Linked DNA regions of Mus musculus: all the other regions are linked to region 3. The links are chromatin contacts, called in public HiChIP or PLAC-seq maps. All regions are on one chromosome and are shown on one strand. The core of a region is the stretch at or near the end of the contact, and the rest is flanking DNA. Distances in the headings are between cores, read along the strand shown. Region 1 holds the start of Copz1 (coatomer protein complex, subunit zeta 1). Region 2 holds the start of Zfp385a (zinc finger protein 385A). Region 3 holds the start of Cistr (chondrogenesis associated transcript).

What was found. HiChIP or PLAC-seq counts read pairs in DNA pulled down with a chosen protein or histone mark.
Region 1: a contact with region 3 is called in an H3K4me3 HiChIP or PLAC-seq map of embryonic limb bud, with 4 times the contacts expected there. The contact joins the promoter of Copz1 here to the promoter of Cistr in region 3. A contact is called at or near these places in 14 of 39 promoter capture datasets (the 3T3-L1 cell line, 3T3-L1-derived adipocytes, the C10 cell line and 10 more), 1 of 484 Hi-C or Micro-C datasets (myocytes), 7 of 115 datasets of contacts at active chromatin or transcription factors (astrocytes, embryonic forebrain, embryonic limb bud and 4 more) and 1 of 9 other capture datasets (embryonic stem cells).
Region 2: an H3K4me3 HiChIP or PLAC-seq map of forebrain shows a contact between it and region 3, with 5 times the contacts expected there. The contact joins the promoter of Zfp385a here to the promoter of Cistr in region 3. A contact is called at or near these places in 16 of 39 promoter capture datasets (the 3T3-L1 cell line, 3T3-L1-derived adipocytes, the HPC-7 cell line and 10 more), 2 of 484 Hi-C or Micro-C datasets (embryonic stem cells and nephron progenitors), 11 of 115 datasets of contacts at active chromatin or transcription factors (astrocytes, bone marrow-derived dendritic cells, embryonic forebrain and 7 more) and 1 of 9 other capture datasets (embryonic stem cells).

What each region holds. Positions count from the first base shown.
Region 1 is chr15:103,270,933-103,274,346 of GRCm38.p6, reverse strand. Copz1 (coatomer protein complex, subunit zeta 1) reads right to left here and starts at 1,459. Exons shown (of 9, transcript NM_019817.2): 1 at 1,406-1,459. The coding sequence starts at 1,423.
Region 2 is chr15:103,338,393-103,342,063 of GRCm38.p6, reverse strand. Zfp385a (zinc finger protein 385A) reads left to right here and starts at 1,978. Exons shown (of 8, transcript NM_013866.2): 1 at 1,978-2,017. The coding sequence starts at 2,008.
Region 3 is chr15:102,744,824-102,748,171 of GRCm38.p6, reverse strand. It overlaps Cistr (chondrogenesis associated transcript), which reads left to right and starts at 1,263. Exons shown (of 1, transcript NR_104334.1): 1 at 1,263-1,731. It also overlaps a transcript of Gm36560 not described here.

The sequences.
Region 1 (3,414 bases), core at 210-2,709, 530 kb before region 3:
ATAGTAAATACTTGAACTACTCAATACATTAAACATTTTGCTTCAACTTGTCCAACACATATGATGAGAATAAATTCTCTTTGACATTTGCAAGAAGGAAAGTAAGGAGGTTTGAACAGATAGGTCAGTGGTTAAAGTGCTTGTCATACAAATAAGAAAACCAAAGTTCAAATTCCCACATAAATGCCAGGTGAGTATAGATGTCTGCCCTGGCTACGTGGCAAAGTTGATTCCAGTCAGACCTACATGAAACTCTCAGTGAGAAAACTAAAACAAGTTGATGTGGTGGCACATACCTCTAGTCTCCGAATTTGGAGGGTAGAGGTAGGTGGTCCTCTGTGAGTCTGAGGCCAACATGGCTTACATAATGAGTAGCTAGGGCATCAGGAAAGGGAAAGGTAGAGAGGGACCCTGTCTCAAAAAACTTTTTTTCCTTTAAAGAAAGAAAGAAGAAAAAGCTTTTTTTCTTTTACTGACAAGAGTTTGATATGTACACTTACAAGGAATATAAATGAAAACAGGAGCTAAGGAAGACTCTTAGAAACAATCCTGGAGTCCAACTAAAGGAAAGAAGCTGGGAGTTAAATTCCTACACTAACACACAGACACAGGTAGGCAGACTCATGGGTCTCTAAACTGCTGGCCAGTGTCTTGAAAGAAATGCTCTGATCCTGTTCTAGGGGGCAGAACAAGCAGAAAGGATCAAGGGACAAGAGAGTTAAATGCACTTCTATAATCACAATTCTCATGTAAGCAAGAAGGCTGAAATGGATCTTACAGTATGAGTTCCTAAAGTCTGAAGGAGGGGAGAGTAGGAGAGAAGAATAAGGAGTCAGAAAAAGATATTCCAAAATCTATACTAGCTCTACCAAGTATTCCTGAACCTGGATGGAATGCTGACTCTCAATCATGACAGAATTACATACTAAGGATTAACAGGAAAATAAAAACAAGTTTTGTAAAGGAACAGGACATGGAATTGCCAAAAGGTAGTCGAATTCTGACCACCACCAGGAGGATCTGGGACTGACAAAACACCTCTCTTCTGCCATTGCAACTTGGGGGACTAGAATATGAGGGTTTGGGGAAACTCAAGTAGGTATGATCCACAACAAAAACCATCGGGGAGAACTTGAAAGACACCCCTCCAGCGCAATCAGAATTCTCCTAAGGACCCTGCATGTTCTCTTCAACTTTGCCACCGACTCCTGCTCTCTTGCCGGCAAGGCTTCCTACTCTATACCGCGGCTCTAGCTCCCATTGTAGGCCACACTTGCATTGCACAGATAGCGGGAGCTTTGGCCCCCGAGGCCTGCCCGGAACCCTCTCCCGGCCCCAGCTGATGAGCCCCACCTCCCGGACCCCCTGGACACCACAACGGAGCCACTGGCCCTCCAGCTCCTACCAAAATCAGCGCCTCCATCTTGCCCGTAGCTGCTGCCGACGTGGAGTCGCACAAGCGACGTCACCGCTGATTGGCCCTGAGTCTTCGCTAGGTCCCGCCTCAAAGAGGCAACATTGGGTGAAGATGAGCCAGCCTTCGCGTCTTGACCAGTCAGCGTAGTCACTCGCTTCACGGAAGCCAACTGTCCAGCCAGAAGAGGCAGCTGTTAGATTGTCACCCGGAATTTTCAATGAAAGGCCAAAACCTCAGCACTGAAGGGGCGGGAGGATCATTGAGGGCGGTGTTGTTTCCATGGGGAACGGAGGAAGCGATTGTTACTTTGCTATTGGTAGGAGGAAGCCACGTGATTCTGTCAGCCTCCAATTCGCACTCGCTATAGGGGGTGCTATGTGTAGCCCTTAACATTAGCCTTGCTGAGAAGCCCTACCCGAATACAGATTCCCATCGCCACCATTAGGATATCCACAGCTGTAGTGTCCTTGGGTCATTTCAACAACCTCGGAAAGTTCACCAAGTTAGCTATAGGCAGCCAAGCGTTAACTACACAAACCAAGGTCTCGAGAAGTATATCCCAGGATATACACGTGTGGCATGCACACATACCCAATAAATATATATTTTTTTAAGATTTATTTATTTCATTTATATGAGTACACCGTAGCTGTCTTCAGACACACCAGAAGAGGGCATCAGATCTCATTACAGCTGGTTGTGAGACACCATGTGGTTGCTGGGAATTGAACCCAGGACCTCTGGAAGAGAAAGCACCCAATGTTCTTAACCACTGAGCAATCTCTCCAGACCACCCCCCTCAATATTTTTAATGTAATTTACTTAAAAAAAAAAAAAAAACTGTGGGGACTGGAGATATGGCTCGGTAGTTAAGAGCTCATATTCGATGGGCAGTGGTGGCACATGTTTTTAATCCCAGCACTTGGGAGGCAGAGACAGGCGGATTTCTGAGTTTGAGGCCAGCCTGGTCTACAAAGTGAGTTCCAGGACAGCCAGGGCTATTTAGAGAAGCCCTGTCTCGAAAACAAAAACAAAAAAAAAGAGCTCATACTCTTCGTGTGGAAGACCTGAGTTCAGTTGCCAGCTCCTATGCCCCGTTGCTCAGCTTCAGAGAATCTGCTGCCCACTGCCCACTTTCTGTCTGGGAGTTGAGTACAGGAGACCTGCACTTTGATGGACAACGTTTTCCCACTTTGGTTCAATTTGAAATAGGATATCAAGGCATTGGAGATTAGAGCGAATGGAAAGAAAGCTATCAGCTTCTGACCCCCAGAACAATAAGAGTTACAAGGCCAGAGATCATTAGCCTTTGACCTCCATCTTATGCTGTGTCCCACCTCAGTACCTGACCCTACCAGGGCTGGCCCCCCTACACCTCTCCGTGATCTCTGCATCAGTTCCTACCTCCAGGTTCCTGCCCTGCCTGAGTTCCTGTAGTTCCTGTCCTAACTTCCTTCAATGATGAACAGCCATAGGGAAGTGTAAGCCAAATAAACTCTTTTCTCCCTAACTTACTTTTTTGGCCATAGTGCTTCATCACAGCAATAGAAACCCTAAAGTCAGTATATCTGTGCACCCTTTACATACCTGGTACCTGTGGAGGCCAGAAAATGATATCAGATCCCATTGAACTGGAGTTGCAATGGGATTGTGAGCTGCTATTTGGGTTCTGGGAATCAAACCCGGGTACTCTGGAAGAGCAGCCATAGTTGTTAAAGGATGAATCCTCTCTCCTGTCCCAGTGGCGGGCATTGTTCTTGCTTTGGCAGATTAATGATAATAATAACATTTTTCTGCCCATTTATTATGTGCTAAGCATAATGCTCAACCATTCAATTATTTATTGTTTAATATAACTGGTGGGGTTGTTTGTTATAGTTGAATTTTTGTTTTTAATATTTTTATTATTTCAGAGTTCCATGCAATGTACTTTGATCACATTCAGAACCTCCAATTCCTCTCCTCAATTCCTCCTAGATCTACCTTTGTACACCCCA
Region 2 (3,671 bases), core at 729-3,228, 590 kb before region 3:
CCTACCTGCCCTGCAGATAGGATGTGTCTCCCACTCCGAGGCCTGAGCAACCCAGAGGAGAATGGAGTCTGTCTGTGGAGATCAGCCGCCCGAACCTTCTCCTTGCTTGCCTGAGTTGGTGGAAATGGAAGAGAGAAGTGAAGAAGTAAACGGAAGCAGAGCGACTGGAGATGTCAGAGGGGGAAGGGGCTCAGGAGAGGCAGCTGGCAAGCGGGAAGATGATCTGGGGGTCTCAAGTTTCTTGACATCAATTAGGGCAGCCGGCCTGGACTCATTAGTAGCCTGGGGTGCAGGGGCTCATCAATAATGAATCTGCCCCACACAATGCTCCCCCAACCCCCCAGCTGCCTGCAAGGTCACCGCACCCTCTAGCCAGCTGCCTCCCATAGTAAGCTAAGCAATCCCTCATCTGAGTTCCACCTAACTCGGGAGACCCTGGAAAGACAGTGTGGGCAGGTGGGCCTGAAGGGCAAGGAGGGGGCTCTCGAATCAGCCAAGCCCAGTGCTGGCCCTCGTTTTAGTATGTCTCCTCCCCAGGGGAGAAACCTGGAAAAGGAGAGGAGGGGCTAAACCTAGGAAGCAGGCTTTCTGTTATAGAAGTGCAGGAGGATTCCAGCAAGTTAGATTCAAAGCGAGAAGATGGCCTCTCGTGGACCCAGAGATCCCACATCTTTCCTCAAAGCAGGATCACAGGACTCAAAGACTAGGGTGCCGGCACCCATCTTTCACCTAGCCTTGAGCTGGAGTATCTTGGCAATTGCAAACAGCTTTTCACAGATGGAAGGCAGACATTGCTGAGGCTCACAGTAGGAACAAATCTAAAATTCCTGCACCTGAGTTAGCAATCAAGCCCCAACTTCCCGCCAGAAGCTGGAAATGCCCTCCTTTCCTCAAAGTTTCTGAATCCAATCCTATCACTCATGACCCCGCTTTTCACTCTTGCCTCCACCCTCCCTAAACCATGAGTGTTCCAATTCCCAGTCTCACCCCCTCTCCCTCTGGCTGGGTTGGCCTAAAGCTGGCTGCTTGGCCTTCTGGGAACTCTGCCTGCTGCCCTCCCTCTTGTGGCAGGTACAGACAGGTTCAGGCTGTAGCAGCTGCATCTTCCCTAGATACCTATCCGACTCTCACACTCCAGCTTCCTCCTGTTTGCCTTAGGAACATCCCATTCTCAAACGTCTCCCCAGCCTTCTTACACCCCTGCCACCTGAATCAAAGCTCTTCTTGGTAAGGTGTCCTGCATTTAACCCCGGGATAAATGCCCCTCCTCCCCAGCTCAGTCCAGGACATCTCTATAAGGTTGAACCTCGCTGATTCTGACCTTCTGTCATCTTCTAAATAGCCTAGCAATCACCACTGCAAGCTTCTAATTTCTGCCTCCTCAGGACCACTGAATGCAATCTGTTCACTTAGCTTCCCCTAAGAACACTGTCAGATAAACCTCGAATCCATCTTCAGAACCACGACTCACCTCTGATAGTCAGTCTCGACATCCTGCTCCGAAGCGGAACAAAGTAGGACCCAGGCATCCTCCCTGCACCTCCAGGGCCCACCCAGCCCATTGCTCTAGAGGGGCATCACTATCCCACTCAACCCGGGCTCTGTTCCTCCCCAGATCACTTAGGATCCTGTCCCTCTATCAGCTGAGAATGAGTCTTCCCGCCCTCAGACTGAGCCACTCAGGAACCCAGGCATTTTAGTTCCCAGCCTCCTCAATAACCTCACACCATCTTGTTCCCCAGCCCCAGCTAAAGCGACATCCTAAAACCCAGAGATTGGGGGCGGTAACTGAAAGGCTGGAGGAAGCGGGAGGCTGCCAGGACGCCCCCTCGCGGAGCCCGGGGTGCCAGGGTGCCCCCTCCGGTCTTCACCTGCTGTGGGCCCCGCCCCCGCTCCGCCTCGGCCCGCCCCTGCTCCTCCCCGACTCCTCCCCCCTGTACCCCGAGTCCGACCAGAACGGCCCCCGGGACAGAACGACGCGGAACCCCGGGAGCCAGGGTCCCCAGCATGATCCTCGGTGAGTGGTCTCCACGACTCTGGGATCCGGGTCCCTGGTTCCTTCTCACTGGGTCACCAACCCCCACCCTCCCTCACCTCGGCACCGCGGTGACTGCGGCCGCCGGTCTGCCACTCATTCCCCCTCCCCCCTCATCTGGCTGCACATCTGGGGTCCCCTCTTCCTCTCTTCCCCTAGCTGCGGTTTCTCCTGGTAACATAGGGAGGGGCAAAAGGAAGGCCGAGAGAGCGAGACCCCCGCCCCATAATGAGAACATTGCGTATTCATGAGGCTCATGAATATTATAAGACAGTGCAGGAGAGACTGTGGGAGGGGGCTGGTCCTGGCCTGGTAGAGTTGGAGTAAAGGTTCTGACCCGTCACCTCCAGCGCCTTCCCCCACCCTTGGCTTAGCCACTCCGACAGCCTTCTGGGCCCAGGATAAGAGGGAAAGGAGGAAGTGGGGGGCGGAGGAAGAAGATGCTGGGTGTAGCTTCGAGGTGAGTGTGGTGGGAGGTGGGAACCTGACGGGTGAAGATAAGGGGGCTGGGTAGAAGAGCGGGTGGGAAACTGTCCATCCCGGGCTCTTGCGGCTTAGATCCTGTCTCCGCAGCCATCCTGCCCCGACACGCCGGGACCTGCCCCTCTCTCCCTGCGCCGGCTGCCTGGGCCCTTCTTCTTCTCCTCCTTCTTCCCTTCCACCCCAGCCGTGGGTCGGGGGCTACAGGAGACCAAGGAGAGAAGGAAAGTCAGAGTGGGGGGAAGGGAAGTCCCGCTGGGCTCTGACAGCCAGCCCGTTCAGCCTTGGCCACCCCATCTTCATGACCTACATCGGGAAGGGAGCCCCAGGGATGGGGGAGGAGAGGGCCTAGCTGTACTCCGGACTCCGCAGCAGCCCCTGCCCTCAACCCTGCTGCCACAGCAGTGCAGGGCCTGCTCTGACCTCTGACCTCCACCCTGGCTAGGCCGGTTCCAGGGCCCTGTTTATTGTGAAGCCCCCTACCACTCTCAGACACCTGTGGTCTCCCTGCCCCCACTGAGGACACCTGGCTCTGTGCTTATGCTGAACTATATCCCGTGTCCTCATCCCTCTCCCAAGACTCTCTGCCTGTGTTCTCTTCTTTCCAGTGACTGTGTATCTTTCCTAGCCCATTTCTCCACTCTTGCGTCCTTCCTCCATCTAGCTGTTGTGTGGTCTCAGCCTCTCTCACGACTTTTATGCCTTGCTTCCCTCCAGCTGGCCAACCATCATAGCTATTTAAATCCCTCTGCCCCAAGGCTGTCTCTAGTAGGTGGTCTGCCTTCTAATTCCGGGAGACACCTCAACACAGTTTAGACTCAGGACCCTAACACACAGGCTCCACATTCTGCCTACCGTTGTGTTCCTGTACTCTAGCTGTATCCTGGGCCAGCTGTAGCGGCTATAGCCTGCTTGCCCAGAGTAGGCCAGGCTAAGCCTTGTTTGCCCTGGTCTGGAGGCCACTTTAAACTAGGTATCAGGCCTGGAAGACCCCTGCCAACACCCAGCCACAAGAAGACTGAATCCAAACTCTCTGACATTGGACCCTGCCACCAACTGGCCCCAGCCATCTCTTTGGAGGACATGATAATTAACTCCCTCCTTTTGCCAAGTCCACAGGGGGTGGGAATCTAGTGGTGCCCCCATTCAGCTTAGC
Region 3 (3,348 bases), core at 14-2,513:
GTGCCTCTGCCTCCGGAGTCCTGGGATTAAAAGTATGTGCCACAGTACCTCTCGTTGGCCTCTGGGTTTTAATTTGCTCAGTCCTGTGTACTGATCTGCGTTGTGTCCTTTGTTCTGTGAGTCCGTCCAATCGGAGCTTTGGTGCAGGTGTTCAGTTGCTCATGTGAAATTCCCTTGAGGCCTATTACATCTGAGTTTACCAGTCCTTTGCTCAGAATTTTAGGTTACAGAGACAGGAGCAGACTGAGGAGGAACACGGAGACTAAAGAGGGCTAATATTGATTGAGTGAATACTAGGTGCCAAGGTCGCTACCTTCATCATCCCCCGCGCTATTTCTCACAACTGTCTCACAAAGCACTAAAATTACTTCCCACCCTTCACAGGGTATCAAGGCCAGGTAAGAGGCCACACGTGAGGGACAAGGCAAGACCTAAGGTCATCAATAGCCAGCCTGAGGAATCTTGGCTAAGACTTACGCGCCTGCAAAATATGCTTGCAGTTTAGCTAAAAGGTGGGGAAGAGAAAGAAAGCTAAACCACTCGGTCGGTTCTTAAGTCCAGAACAGCCTTGTTAATGGCTAAGGACAAAGCCGCACCTAAACCTTCGGGTCTAAGTGCCTTGGGAGGAACCCTGGCAGGAGACGAGGGCGGGAGGGAGGCTGGCAGGCTGCTACATCAGCGGGCAGAGAAATGGCGAATACCCGGAGCGAGACCGAGGCATCAGGCCACAGGGCCCACTAAGGGCGGATGACTGCGTCCAACAGTCCTCGTCGATGTATGAAAAGGGACCCGCGGGGAAGAGAGATCCTGTAGAGAAGATGGGGAGACTGCGGCAGACAGGGTGTGGGTTCGAGGCAAGGGGAGGGCGAGAGCAGAACCCCTCCTCTGAGCTGTGGGACGAGGCCCGCGCGCAGAGGAGGGCAGACCCTAAAGAGCAGGCGGGTGCGGGCGGAGACCTTCAGCTCAAGGACACCGAGCCAGGCGGGGTGGAGTGAGCAGCGGCCCTGAGAAGCCGACAAGCGCCCAGCGCTCAGCTCCAGGGCAGAGTGTCTCGGCCGCCCCCGCGCGCCCTCCCAGCCCGGGCCGCGCGCGCCCGGCGCTGGCATGAAATTGGCTGCAGCCGTAATGAGTCCGCGCGGCGCGGAGGAGGCTGAGGGCCCGCCAGGGAGCCCTGTGCGCCTCGTTTAGCTTGTTTATTGTTCAGGCCTAATTAAAACGTTCCACCGCTCTGCGTTTACATCCGCCCCCCGCTAATGAATTCGCGGCCGCCGGGCGATTTCGGAAACTGCCGCGGGCCGGAAGGGGGTGGGTAGGAGGCGGCCGAGCTGGGGAGGGAGCGAGGGTGAGGACGCCCCCGCACGCATCTCTTCCACCACCCCAGGAGGCTGCAGACGTCCCGCGATTGGCTCCGAAGTCGATGTCTGCTTCCCCAGCCGCAGCGCCCCAAACTGGGACAGGCATTTGGAGGCGATGGAGATCTGGTCATAGCCAGGGGAAGGAAAGCCAGGAGCCAGAGTAGGACCGGTGCGCCCAAGGCCCTGATGCTAGTGAAGGCCTACGCGCATGAGCGCACCTGCCCCGGGAAGCGCGTCCACGCAGCATCTGTGCGCGCTATTGTCATGTCGGTCTCCCTCTGGCTATTTCTCCCCAGCAGTGATAGTCTGAGCCGGGCTTGCAATACTTCTGGTCTTCCTAGCTGTAACTGTTTGCCAGTTTTGCTGTCTGCCTCCTTGTCACGACCTCAGAGAGGGCAGATGGAGCCAGTGGAGAGAGAGAGAAAGAAGGCTCCATTCCAGCCCCGCTGCTCCTGCAGACACCAGCACGCACACTCAGGCACACATCGCCTGTGAATTCACTTCTCACGATGCCTTCCGCCGCATGTAGCCAAATGAAATACTCAGAAAGCAATGGAAATATTACTCACACACGACCACGTGGAAATACACAAATGAACAAACACGCTCAGACATAGCTGAATGCCAGTCGCACACAGATGGAAAGACAGGAGCCTGGGGCATAAAGCCACATGGCACAAAGCTACTTGGATATGTATGCCCCTACACACACACACACACACACACACACACAACTGCACACCTATCCAGAAAATTGTGCACAAGTGCCATCTAACACATGTCAGTGTGCCTTCCAGAAGGCCCCAGTTCCTCTTAGAAATGGGATCACCCAGCCTGCCTCTTGAACCTGCCTCCATTCTATCTATTCCAGTTCTTTGTACCCAGCCAAAAAGAAAAAAAGCTGTTCGCTGCGCTCACAATTTGTCCACCCTCCTCAGAATGGCCATAGAGAAGTACTTGTCATTCTGTTTCATGCACTATTGGGTTTCTTCTTCCACACCCCACTCCTAACTCTGCTCTTCCAGACAGCTTTCTCACATGAACTCGCTAGCTCTCCTTATACATTTACCCTAGTCATTTACCATTTTCAGTCTGATATATCTAGGGGATCACCAAGTTACTTGCACTTGAGTGTGCTCTACACCAACATGGACGGGGTTATGAGCCACCCTTGGTGGGGATGGATAATCAGGACAGGGCAGTTCTTGACTATCTGATGCCACACTGGGGTGTGAGCGCTCTATGTTTAACAGGCAGAAGACTGGAATCTCCAGCGGCAGCTGCAAGGTCTCCTGTCACATCCGACAAGGTTCTTCAAAATGGCTTTTCAGAGCTATGTGGAAGGAGGGGGCACATGCACACACATACACACACATGGTGTCTTTCCACATTCACCTTGTACTTAACTGGAAATATTATTCCCTGGCTGGGCCTTCACCTTATTCTCCAGCCGTGGTTCCTAACAACACTTGACTGTTTTCAGAATTTAGATCCACCCCTAAAGGATACAAATTTGCCTCTGGTGAGAGACTGCTCAGAGCTACACTGCAGGCTTTAAGGCGATCCCCAAAGAGGAATTGCCAGGAATGACCCAGCGACCGCAGCAGTGTAAGTGCTACTTAGAATGAGATGGCACGGCCCGGAATAGATGGGCTCTCTGAACAAAAAAGAAAAGCAAGGTCACCCTAAAATAATAGTAAATAAATAAATCTTTACCTCCCCAACACACTGCTGGTTGATTCATTCCATCCCACTCCCAGTGGCGTGTGGCCCGTGCCAGCTCCCAAATCTGTCCCCTTTACAACTCCAGCCTTTAGAAGCCTCCCTCCCTCACACAAGCGGTTAGCTGCTCGTTCCCTATCTCCTCTCTTTCTGTTTCCTATCAATTACTCTTTTTTCAATACCCTCTCCCCTGCACTCTCTTGGGGGTTTTCTTGGTCCTCCACTGGCATCTTTTTCTCTTCTCTACTCCCTGCCCCTTCGTAATTATCCT